Linked DNA regions of Mus musculus: all the other regions are linked to region 1. The links are chromatin contacts, called in public HiChIP or PLAC-seq and promoter capture Hi-C maps. All regions are on one chromosome and are shown on one strand. Each heading gives the region's core, a stretch centred on a gene start, on an enhancer-like site or on the middle of the called end of the contact. The rest is flanking DNA. Distances are from core to core; before and after follow the strand shown.

Region 1 (2,700 bases), core at 24-2,523:
CTCCTTGTGTTTATTCAATTATTTTTCATTTTACTCAAGATAACTTTCAACTAGGAAAGATTTAGGACAATTCCACCTAAGTATTTTTTAGTGTCATAGAGTGGACTTTAACTGTCAGTCTTCGTTACCAACCCTACCTCACCACTACCAATGGTAGGTTATTTCTGTGAAAATAATAGATCTGTCCTAGTCAGGATTGGGTTGTGATGCTAAACACTCAGCGGACACTGTATTAGAGGATCTTTTTCTAAGATTCTCTTAAGTCTAAATAGTTGATCATCTACCCTTTGCACTTCTGGCCAGGATATGTTAACTCTGGCAAGGTAAGTTACATGCCAGTTTACCCTATTCCCTACCTTAACATAAGTAAATAGGTCTGAAAAGGAGAAATGACTTCTTTACAATGTCTAGAACTACATGCGACTCAATCCAGATCTTTCAATAGTTTTTGTTGTTGTTACCGTTTCCCTACCCTCACCCCTAAACTGGGGCTTGCACCTTTACCTTTGAGATGGAAGGAAAAAAAATCACTTTTTCCAAACACGATATGCTCACTATTGATATATGGCCCTCAAATGGAGAAACTCAACCTGTCAGATAGTACTGGGCTACAATCTCGACTTCCTAAAAAAATTCACATGGACTTAGGTGGCACTAAAAGAGGACTCAACAAAATCTGAAAATACGTTTTGTAACACACTAAGAATTTTCACGGAAGTTAAGATGGAAGTAGTAAACCTGGGGTTTATGAGAAGGCTTTTGGACTGGATATATGAGAACTCGGTAGGCACTCGAGAGTGATGGGGGGAAAATACGCCTCAGAAGGGATTAGATCTGAAAAGAACGCGGCGACTCTTGAATGGGGACCGCTCACTTCTTTCTCTCAGGTGCTGATGCAGATCTCGGATGAGACGGAATGAAACCAGGCGCCGGGGTCCCGTGGCATTATCACTGCCCGCGTGTTTCTTTCCCAGAGCAGCCTCGAGCTGGGCACGCAGCTTCCGGGGGAGCTGCTCCCGTTCCAGTTCTCCGCCAGGACCCAAAGCGCGAACCAGTCGTTCGCCGGCAAGCAAGGAAGACGCCATTTCTGCCTCACGCTCTGATCAGGTGATCCCAAACTCGGACTTCCGCTCACAGGCGCCGGATGTAGCTGGAGGAGCCCACGCGGCCGCGGGGGGCGGGCCCGAGGGGAGGGGCTTAGGCGCGGGGCAGTGTGGGGCGGGGGCGGGACGGCGCCCCGCCGCGGGTCGGGCCCTGTGTCAGCAGCCGAGCGGGCGCTCGGGCGGGACATGGCTGGTTGTGTGGCCCGACGGGCCCTAGCAGTGGGCAGCCGCTGGTGGTCTCGGTCGCTGGCCACGACCCGAGGGTCGAGGCCACTGTGTGCGGTCGGTGGAGCAGGGGGCCTTCCGCCGGTGGCCACAGCGACGACCCGAAGGCATCTGTCGTCCCGGTGAGGGACGGAGAGAGGGGGCCAGGGAGCCGGGCCCAGAATCTAGGGAGCGTTTTCTACCTAGCTACTAAGGAAGCCAGGAGGCCTGACTCTGTTTGGGCAGCCGGAGTGCCACCTGAGAAAGGGTCCCGAGGAGAGAGCCGACACGGGCTGCTTGGGACATGTGCCAAGAGCAAAGAAGGGAGCACTGCCCAGGGCCCTGGCAGTGCAGGGCAGCTCCGAGGGAGAACAAGTAACGCTTCTTAGGCGAATCCTGCCTCCCAGGCTGGGGTCCCCGGCACCTGGAGTGGGCTGCCATTTAATACAACTACAGGGATCCCCGGGCCCTTTTGGGTCAGTGACTCTCAGAAATATGCTATTCTGTGGGAAACAAGTCGATTTAAGTGTCTACCTTTGTGGGTCCTGTTTCCATGTGACCTTGGGGAGACTGATTTTGCCCATGTGACTTGGGAAATAGGGGTTGAGGCTCGGGGGGGGGGGGGCGGTGTAAACAAAGCCTTGTAGGGATCAGACAGGATTGAAAAGTTGGCTATGAAGTTAACATTTCCAAAGTAACATTACAGTGCTTTGATGGATCCATAGCAAAATTAATCCTATTTAAAAGGATAAGTTGATGGAAATGACCTGATAGTGGTTAAGGGAGGTATTTGCTATTTAAGACAAGTAAATGTGAAAAGACACTGGGTGGAGACACGGCAGTGCTAAGTGTACTGTGTGGGGTACCTTTGAGAATCTAGAAATGCTAGGTCCTGAGGTCAGGGTAAAGACTTAGAATTTACAGCACAGTTGAATGTGTAGGATTGGGAGAATCATGCTGTGTAGCCAGATGGGCCCAGAACCTGTTATTTTCCAGCCTTAGCCTTAAGAGCCCTGGGATTACCGATGTGTGGAACCATTTTTGGTTCAGAACAATTCTTCCAAGTAGCAAATGCCAGGCTTAGTGAGTATACTGCCAAGCAGCAGTGGGTAAAAGTAGAGACAGAAGAACTGCTTGCCTCAGAACAAATGCTTTTTGAGCACCTCTTACACACTAGGCATGTCTCTCAGGTCCTTAATGGACTCAAGGCATGCATACCAGGAACTGAAATGCAAAGTTGGAAGGATGGTTAACATGTGGGGGGGGGGGAAGACCCGGAGGGTGGGTGAAGGTGTGCATTGAAACAGGATATGCAAGAATAAGAATGACTTTGGAAATGCTAAGTAAAGATAGAAGGAAGTAAGTTTGGAGTAGTCACACAAAACCCTGGAAG
Region 2 (2,700 bases), core at 45-2,544, 170 kb before region 1:
TCAGAAGGTACCCTTCCTGATCTCCATATCTGGCTCGAACTTGAAAGCCTTTGTGTGCCTACCTCTGGACAGGGGTACTTTGTCCTTGCAGCCTGTCAGCACAGCATACAAACGCACTGAGAGGTGAATTTAGGGGAGTACTTGAGTTGAATTGTAGCCCTGTCCTCTCCACTTCTGAGACCACCTCCCTCCTTCCTCAGCTTCTTGACTGGCGTCACCCACTGGGGACAGCCTGGTCTAGGAGGCAGTGGCTTAGGATCTTCTACCTTGTGGCTAAGGTTCCCCTCTACCCTTTCAGAGAGGTAGTGTGGAACAGGAGAAAACATTTCTGACTTGGAACCCAACAGGCCTGAATCAGACTCCGGCTTCTGCACTTAACAGACTAGAGAGCATCAGCTAAGCCGCTCCTCGCTCCTCACCTGAGCCTCAGGTTTCCATTGGTGGGAAAGCACTGATGATGTCACCCTCAGAAAGGGGCTGGATTAAATGTGATAAGCCTGTAAAAGTGTTCTGTATATTGGGCTCTTTAAAAACATACATTAGACTGTTATTAAACGTTGGTTGAATATGAGTTGATATGGATGACCATAACTCGTTCTTGTGTGAGAAGCAGACTGACCTGTTCTAGCTCACCATGTGTTCTTCCTGCCTCCCGTCCTGAGCATCCTGGGGACGGCTCGACACCTGGGCTGTGCTGCCTGCATGTTGTAGGGTGCCTGCGGATTGTAGGGTGCCTGAAGCAGCTTTTAGCAGGAGTTCTAGTGGGGAGTAGCTTGAGCCAGTGACAGCCCTGGGATAGCAACTCAATTCAACAAAGGAAAATACTGGGTGGGTACTGGCTGCAAGGAGCTGTGTGGTAGTGCTAGGGTGTTACGAGGAACAGTGTATAGAGCATCTCTGCTTTCATAGAGCTGACCTTTGAGGAGGAAGGGTCAGGGAACAAGCAAGAATTTCACTTAATGTATTACAAAAAAAAAAGGGCTGGTTAGCTGGAAATTGAGAAGAAGTACTTTAGAACTGGGTGGGTTGAGACCTGGGCTGAAGTCAGGACAAAGGTATCAGGGAAAGACCTTGAGGTTGGAACCCAGGAGAGAAAGAGGAGAGGTATTCGGTAACTACATTGTCAAAAAGAATCTACATTGTCAAAAAGTTCACAAGGACCCCCAGGATTCTGGCTCCCCCGCTGGAGACGCCAGGCGGTGGGCGGGGTATGTGTGACCCGCCTCCCGTGGGCGTGACCAAGGCGGGACGGCACCTGGGGCCCGGCCGGGGGTGGGGCGGCGGACGCTCCCCCTTCCCCTGGCTCCAGCCGGCGCAAGCAGCGGCGGCGGTGGCAGCGGGCGAGGATCTGCGGCCCCGCGAGGCCATGAAGGTGAAGAAAGGCGGCGGCGGGACCGGGTCGGGGGCGGAGCCCGTTCCAGGGGCCTCGAACCGGAGCGCGGAGCCCACGCGGGAGCCTGGGGCGGAAGCTGAGTCCGGGTCCGAGTCGGAGCCGGAGCCAGGCCCGGGGCCCAGGCTGGGGCCGCTGCAGGGCAAGCAGCCCATCGGGCCGGAGGATGTGCTGGGGCTGCAGCGGATCACGGGTGGTGAGCACCGGCGAGGGAGCGCCACCCGCGGGCTGGAGGGAGAGCGCGGGAGGGGGCCCACGAGGCTCAGAGTCCAGCCCCCACCCCTCCCCCACGCAGTGCCCCTCCTCTGTATCCCCTTACTCTCTCTCTCTTTGCCTCCAAGCCTGAAATCTCTGTGCTCTTTCCCTTGGTCTCTTGATGCGCCCCCTCCTCTCCTTGAAGTGGCTTCTTTTCACCCCACTCCTTCTTTTTCAAGGGGCCCACCCCTTTTCCCATGGTGGAGGTGGGGCAGCAGCTGCATCTGTAACCCTTTCCCCAGTGGAGTCTTCGGAACCCTTTGAGGGTGCTCGCACAGAGGAGTGTGCCTCATTGCAGGCTGTCTTCAGTGGCCACATCAGGCTAGGTGGAGGCAAGGAAAACCTTCAGGCTCCCTGACCGACCGTTATAGCCCTCACTCTGCTTCCCCGAGGAAGGCTGAGGCCATACTCTGCCCAGGAACATTGCTGATACGGGTGCTTCCGTCTGTTGGCTGTGGGCCCTGTGATGGAAGCAAGTGCGTGACCCCCCTCCCCCCAAGTCAGGACTTGTTCTTTTTCCAGGGCTCTCTCATCAAGGGAAGGCTAGTCTCCACTGAAACTGAGTTTCTGAGCTGTGCTACCTGGATTAGAGTCCCAGAGTTTGCCCGGAAATTGGCTGTGTGACCTTGGGGATGTAATTTCATTTGCAGGAGCATGTTTGCTTTTTTTTTTTTTTTTTTTTTTTTTTCCCATCTGTAAAATGGGAACAAGAACAATGTTACCTCCCTCAAGGTTATTGTGAAAAATAAAGCCAGTCTTCTGATTTTGGACAATGTTTGGCATGCTGTGCACGCTGTCAACAGGGTTCCTTTATCAACAGTGTTGGAAGCTACATAGGACTGTTCAGAGTGGCTGCCTGCAGGCAGATAAGTGATCGTTCAGGGCCAAGGCAGGCACCGCTACAGACAGTGCACAAGGACTAGAGAGTCTTCTGGCAAAAGGTTGGCTGAGCCTTGAGGAATGGAAGGTATTTGGAGAGACAGTGGCGGGTTGCCTTGGAATGGGTAGGTCACCAGCAACCTGCTCCGGCTCCACTTGTGAGCTTAGACTTCCCT
Region 3 (2,700 bases), core at 105-2,604, 240 kb after region 1:
TGTTTTAGTGGTTGAATAATAAATACTCCATTGTATGGATGTACCATGCTTCACTAACCATTTCCCCAATATTGATCAGTTTCCAGTATCTCTCCTACTGTAACTTAGAAATACCATAAGGCAGACTCTGGTGCGTTAAACCTTTCCTATATTTTATTTGCATAATTTTTATTATACAAAATAAGATTCTATGTTACACATTCATACTTCCCCTAAGGGTGCAGTTCTATTCTTTAACTTTCCTGTTGGCGACCTGCAATGGTCCATGCCTCAAATGCAGCATCTTCTCAAAGGGCAAAAGCTGATGCAGCCAATTCTAGAAAGCTCTATATGTCCTGCCCACATGGAAGCTCTTAGCATTATTTGAACAAGGGCTGCTGGGGACAAAATGACAGCATGTCATTGCAGTCACCAATGACATCCTCTGCCAGCACAACCAGTCCTCCGAGTGGAGACACGCCATCACAGCAACTTGGTGGAACGATACCCCAGGCCTCCGATCATCCTGGTCTTAGGTCCGGCCTCGGCCAGGGCCTTAGGGGATCTCTGTATCCATAGTATAAATCTGAATGAGATCAGACACAATATTGTCAATGATTGGCTTGGTAAGGTCATCACTAAATACCTGCCACCAAGGCTTCTCGGCCTCACCCTCTGCAGGCACCTCGACTCCATAGACCTGCAGGGCCAGGTAGAGCACAGCCACGGCTAGGTGCTGAGCCTGGAAGCGGAGGCATAGCCCCCCGTGGTAGCTATCTCGTAGCAGAGCCCAAGCTGTAACTGAGATGGGGGTTCGTTGCCAGCTGTAACGATTCAGCCAGTTCTTGAGGGAAATCAAGTAGTGCAGCAGGTACTTGTGTGGATGCTGGAAAGAGACTTGGAAGCGCAGAACTCGTAGCATAAGAAGCTCACATTGTACAATGCTGTCTCGTAGCTCCCAGAAGCGGGAATCCAGCTCCAATGGCTCACTGCCCGGGTTAAAGTACCTGTGCGACACGTTGATGATGTCACGAGTACGCAAGTGTTGCTCCTCCACTTTGCCGGCCAAGTAAATGGAAGACATGGCGACCAGGTAGAGGTCATATGCGTCCAGGTTGATCTCGCAGAAGAACTTATGGTAAATGGTGCAAGCGGTGGCGATGGGGATGGACTGCATGCCTAGCTTGACGCCTGCCTCCATGATAAACCGGGTTACTCGGAAGTGCACCCTCGCCTCGGGAGCCGGCCTCTCCTCGGCTCGCGGCGCCGCCGGCCCGCTTTCGCAGCTGTCTGGCCGAACAGCCTCCATGAGGCCCAGCAGGCCGCCCCGGAAGGAGAAACGCTCCGGCGCGCCGAGGCCGGCTCCGGGGGTCCTCGCGGAGGGGGCGTGCCGTCAAGCGGCCACGCCCCCACCCGTCCTGCCGCCACGCCCACCCTGCTCGGCTTTTCCTCCTATATTAAAAGATAGGCACTCAGGAGCAGCTTGGTGGAGACGAGGAGTGCTATTTTTAAGACATCTGAGAAGATACTACTTTTGATTTAAGGGGCTTTTTCACTGTTCCTGAGAATCCAGGCTATGGAAAGGATGAGAGTCAACTCTCACCCTGGCATTTGCCTCTGTGACCCTGGGGGCTTTGGTTGATCCTCTACATCTCATTCCTTAGGTGCAAGTTGGGGTGGTTGGCTGTCCCCTCCTCATGGAGCTCTTGTGAAAAATGAACGAGTGATGTAGGCAGATCAAATATGCTCCATAAGTTTGGCTTTGATGATTATTTTTCTGAGTCAGGTTTTCTACATTTAACCCAGACTGGCCTTGTACTCTTGATCCTCTTATCCCAGGTGTGCAACACCACACTCAGCGATATTTTGTTTTAATTGAAAAAGAAAGGAAGGAAGGAAAGAAAGAAAGAAAGAAAGAAAGAAAGAAAGAAAGAAAGAAAGAAAGGAAGGAAGGAAGGAAGGAAGGAAGATAGATACATCAGGACATCAGGACAGGGGTTTTCTATTGTAGCCTTGGCTGTCCTGGAACTTGATCTGCAGACCAGGCTGGTCTCCAAATCAGGAGATCTACCTGTCTCTTAGGATTAAAGACATGCACTGCTGCCCACCCCCCCACCCCCCCCCCCATCCTGCTACCATCACCCAGCTCATGACCTTTAGCTATTACTAATTTGTTTTGAGGAATCTTTCATTTTCATTTATGTCTTTATATATCTGTATGAATTAAGACTTTTGTAAAGTGGGAAAAAACACCCTAAGCCATAGGGATTCCAAAGAGAGGTATATGCATTAGACGATGTACCAGACATGGATTTCTCAATCTTAGCGTTCTTTAGCCCCCAAGAAAAGCAGTACCCCACAACTTCTACATTTCTCATTTGGCCACTTGTAGCACACGGTTATCTTCCTCTTTAAATGTTACCGATTAAGACTACATTCTCAAATTTTATTTATTTTTTGTTTGTTTTGTTTTTGGAGACTGTTTCTCACTATATAGCCCAGGCAGACCTGAAACCTGTTATATAGATCAGGCTGGCCTCACAGAGATCTGCCTGACAAGTGCTGGGATTAAAGGTGTGAGCTTTCACATGCTGTGGAAGACACTATGTTGGTAGTTCTGGGGACAGATAGAATCCAGCACATTACTCGTGAACTAAATGCCCTGCCCACTTCAGTATGATTTTTTTTTTTTTTTTTTTTTTACTATGTCAGAGGATCTTA
Region 4 (2,700 bases), core at 74-2,573, 150 kb before region 1:
TTGCCTGTTTCTGCCAGACAAGGCCCTGGGGGGAAGCAATGGGCTGCTGGTGGGGGTGGCAACATGGAGGATGACGTCGGCGACGAGGTCACCAATACGAGGGGGTCCAGGGCCAAGCTGTCATCCTTCAGCTGCTCCCACAGATTTCCTAGTCGGGGAGAGGGAAGAAGCCTCATCATTGGCAGGCCATAGAGAGTTAAGCCCAGTCTGTCTCCCACCCAAGTACCTCAGAAGCCTCAGAGAACAGGAGTCTGGTGATGCGGACTGGAAGCCTATCTTGGCATCCACTCTGGGACCTCAAGTAATCACTGAACTTTTTTTTTTTTTTCCTGAGCCTCAGAGTCCAGCTCCGAGCTCCAAGGTAGCACGGTGTAAAAGCCATAGATGCAGGCGACCCCTATGAAAGGGTCATCAGACTTTCCATCGGGGTCGCGACCCAGAGGTTGAGAACCACTGCCATAGTTGCAGGTAACCTCTGGGCCTCTTCGAGAAGAACAGGGTACTAGATTAAGGTTAAGGATTTGCCCATTTGAAGGTTGTTGCAAAGCTCTTCTTGGAAGCGGCCTAGAGGCCCCCCTGAACCTCTTCACTCAGGCTTCTGCCTTGGTTCCCAAAGGTTGATTTGCCGCCTACAGTCTTCCCACAGTGCACCACCGAACTTGATGAGGTACACAGGTCTGGCTCCCTAGACCCTCCTCCCCGCCCCCTCACAGGACCCAAGGTACAGGGATAGAACCAGAAAGGACACTTGACTCTGAGGAACAAACAGTGCTGTCACTGAGTTCCTCCTAGGGTCGTGTGACCTGCCGCGTGGCAGGCCAGTGACTGGAGTCGCTGCCTGGAACATCATCACCGCAGGGTGGAGAAAGAGACCTGACAACGCTGGCTGCTCTTGGCCACCTGGGTTCAACTCCTTCTTTCTGGCCCAGCGACCTTGAGTGGATGTATCTCTCTGTATAGTATTGTTTGCTAGGTCCAGATGGGAAGAACATATGTAAAGCTGTTTGCAAGATGCCTGGTACTCAGTAGGAGCTTGAGTGGGTATTAATTAAGGGTTTTGTGATGCTGGGGTATTGACCCTAACTAAGGATTGGTGCATGCTAGGCAAACGCTTTACCCCCTACCCACATCTCTAGCCTTCTGATAGAATTTATAGTATCCCACGTCCACATAGCCTCCTCTGCAGCCGCCTGTTCTCTGCAGCCGCAGCAGGTCTGGAATGAAGGTCTATGTGAAGTTTATTTCTAACAGTCTAAGGTATAGATCAACAGCCTCCTCCAAAAAGGCTTGCTCGGTACACTACAGTTCAAACGGGAAGGGGCGGGGCTTAGAAGGGTAGAGGGTGGGGCTTGGCTGCCTGTAGGATGGAGCGGGCAAGATGGAGGAGAATGTAAAGATTCACCTCTCTGGGCTTGTACCCTCAAATCTCTCTAGGACATGCTTAGCTCTGAGGTCTTCCATTCCATAGAAAGTCTGTCTCCTGAAGTGAAAGCTAAATTCTGATAAAACGCAAATGATTTTGGAACGTTTAGCCTCCCAGTCCCTCACAGTCAAGTACACCAATGGAACTTCCGGCTTTTCCCAGCTTTGTCAGATGAGCGGTTTGATGATGAAGCCATCTGGTACATGATCAGAGTACCAGGAGGGGGGAGATGGGGGAAAGAGCCTTTTAGCTCATGATCTGGAGGGCAGGGAGCAAATGCGAATTTAACATTCCTAGTCATCCGCCTCAGGTGACAAGAAACTCAGGAGCCAGCAGGTGGCAGCCTAGAGACATGAAGAGGCTAGGCCACGCAGCCAAGAGCACCTCTCTAGTCCTGTCCCACCCTTCCCAGCTCCCAGCTCCCAGCTCACCCTGGAAGTCGAAGTCAGTGAGAGAAGGGTTGATAGCATCCAGGTCAGTCCCAAGGTCTCCATCTGGCAGTAGAGTATCGTGCATGGTCCTGGCTGAGGAAGGCTCAGCCATCAGCTTGGCACCGTGGCTGGGTGGTGTGTGGGCAGGTAGAGGTGAGTCCTGGGGGGTGCCTGGCTGGGCCTGCAGCTCAAGATGCCCATCTGGCTGTGGGAACAATGGCTGCTGGTGTCCAGAAGGGGCCAGGCTGGGGGAAAGGTGTGGGTAGGTCTGCCCATAGCAGGAGGGAGCATGGCCACCCAGTAGGTCCTGCAGGGGGTTCTTGCCAGGCATGGGGCCTGGAGCTGGATGCATTGGGTGCAGAGGCTGGGAAAGACCAGCTGATGGTGCCATGGGCCGGATGGGACCTGGGCCTGCCAGCCCAGGGGGTGGACAGCCCAGCAGCGGAGAGCCCAGTTTTTCCCTTTTGTCTCCAATGAGGCTGTCCAGCTCTTCTGCAAAGGCCCAAAAGAAAACACCATGAGGCCTCTCTCCTTTGTAGCCTCCCAGCCCAGACCCCCCTCCCTGTATCCCTCTCTCCCCAGGCTCTGCTCTTCTTCATTCTGGTACCCAGGTCCCTTGGCCTTTCTCACACAGGCCTGACAGCCTCACCTGGTTTGGCCATGCTTTTGCGCACAGCAATGGGGTCTTTCCTCTTCCACTTCTGCAGTTCTTCCTGCATCTTGTCGATTTTGGAAGGATTGAGGGCCCACAGACAGCCCTTTCGAGAGGAACTTCCGGATTTATTCTCCACCTTCTCAAAGCACTTGTTGAGGGACAGGTTATGGCGAACAGAATTCTTCCAGCCA
Region 5 (2,700 bases), core at 41-2,540, 240 kb before region 1:
ACTGGTACTAAGAGATGGGAGGACCAGGCGTTCTGTGTTAGTGCCCTACTGGGTTTAATATCACTGTGGGTGGAAGGAGAGAAGATGAGATATCCCTGACTCAAAGTGTTGATGGCAGTGTTCTCATCTTTTGCCCGCACTTGCCCTTTTCCTAGTTATACTTTGTGGCTTCCCCTCATCTGTTCTTTGGCTTCTTACAGATGGGTTGTTGCTGTCCCAGAGTCGCCAACGAATTGTCTGCCTCAACTCCCTCAAGGCTAATGTGCAGGTAGCTGCCAAGAACCTATGTCTGCTCTCTTCATGTTGCTGCATGGGCCAGTTCTGGGAATAAAACCCATACTTGGGGTCTTCTCATTCCCAGGTGACCACCATCGACCTCTCAGCTTCTCTAGTTCTGAACACCTGTATCATTCATTACCGACACCAGGAGTTCTCTCACTGGCTCCTTATGCTAGCACTGGAGACCCAAGGAGCCAGTTCACCTGATCTTAAACAAAGAAAGAAAAGGTGAGTCTTAAGTTACCTCTCACCAGGTATACTCTTTTTAGCCTTAAAGTGACGCCTTGTGTTAACTATAGATTTAATTGTCTGAGTTCTGTACATCTTCATTTCAGAAGCAAACCTGTTGTAGATATATCTTTCCTGTTACAGGGATGATATCCTTTGTTGGTATGAAGATACCTTTTTTTTTCTTTTTTTTTTTTTTTTCTGTTTCTTTGAGGAGGATGTCATTTTTATGTTTTCATCCTCGGTACCTAGCACAGTGCCTTACTTACATAAGAGAAGTGGACTGGGGTGAGAAACAGCATCTCACCTGCCCTGGGCTGTGAGCTGGGCTGTGAGCTGGGCTGTGAGCTGTATAGAGTGTGTGTGTGTGTTGCTCTGCACACAGAAAGTGATTTGTAAGGGATGCTTCTTGTGACTAGGATGAACCATGTGATGCTGCCCTATTCATTATATTTGGCTGTCAATGTGTACATTTTGTAATTTTGTCTTTTTTTTTTTTTTCCAGACATAAAAATTCTCTGTGTTTCTCTGTGTAGCCCTGGCTGTCCTAGAACTCACTCTGTAGACCAGGCTGGCCTGAAACTCAGAAATTGGCCTGCCTCTGCCTCCTGAGTGCTGGGATTAAAGGCATGTGCCACCACTGCCGGACAATTTTGGTTTTTTTTTTTTAAACTTTGTCTTCATATCTTTCTGCTGTTCCTTCAGAATACCATTGGGAGGAACAGCAATCTGAAGGACTTCACTTTTTACTTTGTAGCTGTGGCCAGGCCCAAAACTAAACTGTCAGCAGTTTTGAGAACTCTGTTCCTTGACAGGAAGTGGCTATTATAATGATGTCAGTCTTATCCCTGTGTAGAACCTTCCCTCAGATCCTGGCTCCCATTATCTTCAGCACCTCAGTCTCCAATGTCAGCATTTCCATTCAGCTTGGAGATACACCACCGTTTGCTTTGGGGTTCAATTCCATCTCCCTGGGTAAGGCTCAGGGATGGGAAGGGAATGAGGATTTGCCCTTTGGTTATAGCTATGCCTGTTTCATGGCCACGGTGCCTTAATTGACTACCTCCTTACCATGTATTTCAGACTACCAGCACCTCCGGCCACAAAGTATCCATCAGCGAGCAGTGCTAACTGTAGATCATCTCTGCTGGCGTGTGGGCAGTGACTCCCACATTCAGCGGGCACCACATCCACCTAATATGCATGTTTGGGGCGAAGCACTTGTTCTGGATTCCTTCACACTACAGGTAGGTGGGTGCTGTGTGGTGAGTCAGGGCCCACGGAGTGCCCTGTCCTGACACGCATCTGAGGCTGGAGTGTGCCCTTGGTGTGGGGGCTGCATCAGGGTCTCCTAACTGCATCGGCATGGTTTCAGTGGGTTTCCTTTCTTTTCTAGGGAAGTTATAACCAGCCCCTGGGCTTGTCCAGCACCCAGTCCAATACTCTTTTTCTTGACTGTACTATTCGAGGACTTCAGGTAGAAATATCAGACATCTGTGCCCAGTGTCTGTCTCGAGTCCTCTCCTTGGTGATTCCACAATCTGAAAGGTCAGCTGTCTCTAGGAAGTCGTCACTTGGGGAGTCTGTGACCTTACTGTGGAAGGTCGACTTGAAGGTGGAAGACATGAACCTGTTCACTCTTTCCGCACTGGTTGGTAAGTGGAACAAGAAGTCTGCTGAAATTCTTCTTTTCATTAAGGAAGCTTATTATCTGGGTAGCCTCCTTGTTAGAGGGACAAAACGTTAGAAAGGCTTGGATGACAAACTTTGTTCTACTTCTTAGTGTCTATTGAAGAAGGAAGTATTTAAAAAAGACACAATGGGAAAAACTTAACCTTGGCGTGATCAGAGGATGAGGCCTGTGTGGTGTGTCTTTTGATTTTTTTTTCTCAAGACAGTGTTTCTTTGTGTAGCTCTGGCTGTTCTAGAACTGAAGTAGACCAGGCTGGCCTCAAACTCAGATTCTCCTGACTCTGCCTCCCCATGCTGGAATTAAAGGCATGCAACCAGCTTTTTATTTTCTTGTGTATAGTTCTGGAGAGTAAATGATGTATGGATAATTCTAGACACTGAGAAAGTTCATTGACTTTGCCAGGTCTAGTTAGGTAAGAGAAGAGAAAGTTTTCCTAACATACTAGGAATCACTTAGGAGAAGTGTTGGCACTAAAGACAGTAAAGGGATAAGAAAGGACA

What was found. Promoter capture Hi-C pulls out the DNA fragments that hold promoters and counts their contacts. HiChIP or PLAC-seq counts read pairs in DNA pulled down with a chosen protein or histone mark.
Region 2: a contact with region 1 is called in a promoter capture Hi-C map of the SN4741 cell line, with 4 times the contacts expected there. The contact joins the promoter of Unc119 here to the promoter of Poldip2 in region 1. A contact is called at or near these places in 8 of 39 promoter capture datasets (the 3T3-L1 cell line, the HPC-7 cell line, HPC-7-derived erythroid cells and 3 more), 1 of 15 datasets of contacts at CTCF or cohesin (the NIH/3T3 cell line), 16 of 484 Hi-C or Micro-C datasets (the AML12 cell line, the Ba/F3 cell line, the C2C12 cell line and 8 more), 11 of 115 datasets of contacts at active chromatin or transcription factors (the SCID.adh cell line, bone marrow-derived macrophages, embryonic stem cells and 2 more) and 5 of 9 other capture datasets (adipose tissue, embryonic stem cells, liver and 2 more).
Region 3: an H3K4me3 HiChIP or PLAC-seq map of embryonic stem cells shows a contact between it and region 1, with 19 read pairs. The contact joins the promoter of Ccnq here to the promoter of Poldip2 in region 1. A contact is called at or near these places in 1 of 39 promoter capture datasets (macrophages), 7 of 115 datasets of contacts at active chromatin or transcription factors (the SCID.adh cell line, bone marrow-derived macrophages, embryonic stem cells and 1 more) and 4 of 9 other capture datasets (adipose tissue, liver, macrophages and 1 more).
Region 4: a FOXA1 HiChIP or PLAC-seq map of pancreatic cancer cells shows a contact between it and region 1. The contact joins the enhancer-like site here to the promoter of Poldip2 in region 1. A contact is called at or near these places in 4 of 39 promoter capture datasets (the 3T3-L1 cell line, the HPC-7 cell line and embryonic stem cells), 1 of 15 datasets of contacts at CTCF or cohesin (the NIH/3T3 cell line), 16 of 484 Hi-C or Micro-C datasets (the AML12 cell line, the Ba/F3 cell line, the C2C12 cell line and 7 more), 10 of 115 datasets of contacts at active chromatin or transcription factors (the SCID.adh cell line, bone marrow-derived macrophages, embryonic stem cells and 1 more) and 1 of 9 other capture datasets (adipose tissue).
Region 5: an H3K4me3 HiChIP or PLAC-seq map of bone marrow-derived macrophages shows a contact between it and region 1, with 2.8 times the contacts expected there. The contact joins the enhancer-like site here to the promoter of Poldip2 in region 1. A contact is called at or near these places in 1 of 39 promoter capture datasets (liver), 3 of 484 Hi-C or Micro-C datasets (embryonic stem cells and natural killer cells), 1 of 115 datasets of contacts at active chromatin or transcription factors (bone marrow-derived macrophages) and 2 of 9 other capture datasets (adipose tissue and pancreatic islet).

Annotation. Positions count from the first base shown.
Region 1 is chr11:78,511,023-78,513,722 of GRCm38.p6, forward strand. It overlaps Poldip2 (polymerase (DNA-directed), delta interacting protein 2), which reads left to right and starts at 1,274. Exons shown (of 11, transcript NM_026389.3): 1 at 1,274-1,450. The coding sequence starts at 1,290. It overlaps Tmem199 (transmembrane protein 199), which reads right to left and starts at 1,146. Exons shown (of 6, transcript NM_199199.3): 1 at 875-1,146. The coding sequence starts at 1,085.
Region 2 is chr11:78,342,201-78,344,900 of GRCm38.p6, forward strand. Unc119 (unc-119 lipid binding chaperone) reads left to right here and starts at 1,295. Exons shown (of 5, transcript NM_011676.3): 1 at 1,295-1,586. The coding sequence starts at 1,367. Pigs (phosphatidylinositol glycan anchor biosynthesis, class S) reads left to right here. Exons shown (of 12, transcript NM_201406.1): 12 at 1-576.
Region 3 is chr11:78,750,375-78,753,074 of GRCm38.p6, forward strand. Ccnq (cyclin Q) reads right to left here and starts at 1,355. Exons shown (of 1, transcript NM_197989.1): 1 at 132-1,355. The coding sequence starts at 1,288. The coding sequence ends at 536.
Region 4 is chr11:78,358,923-78,361,622 of GRCm38.p6, forward strand. It overlaps Foxn1 (forkhead box N1), which reads right to left. Exons shown (of 9, transcript NM_008238.2): 7 at 2,504-2,700; 8 at 1,855-2,346; 9 at 1-148. Among named protein-coding and RNA genes, the nearest start is that of Gm30367, 12 kb to the right of the region's middle. Within about 2 kb of position 1,324, at least 141 of the 459 cell types and tissues checked have an H3K27ac peak or open chromatin away from gene starts, as enhancers often do. A contact at or near this core is called in the Ba/F3 cell line, the C2C12 cell line, the G1E-ER4 cell line and 7 more, where this site is marked.
Region 5 is chr11:78,266,736-78,269,435 of GRCm38.p6, forward strand. It overlaps 2610507B11Rik (RIKEN cDNA 2610507B11 gene), which reads left to right. Exons shown (of 39, transcript NM_001002004.2): 10 at 201-268; 11 at 362-507; 12 at 1,364-1,482; 13 at 1,591-1,754; 14 at 1,904-2,162. Among named protein-coding and RNA genes, the nearest start is that of 2610507B11Rik, 6.3 kb to the left of the region's middle. Within about 2 kb of position 1,291, at least 2 of the 459 cell types and tissues checked have an H3K27ac peak or open chromatin away from gene starts, as enhancers often do. A contact at or near this core is called in bone marrow-derived macrophages, where this site is marked.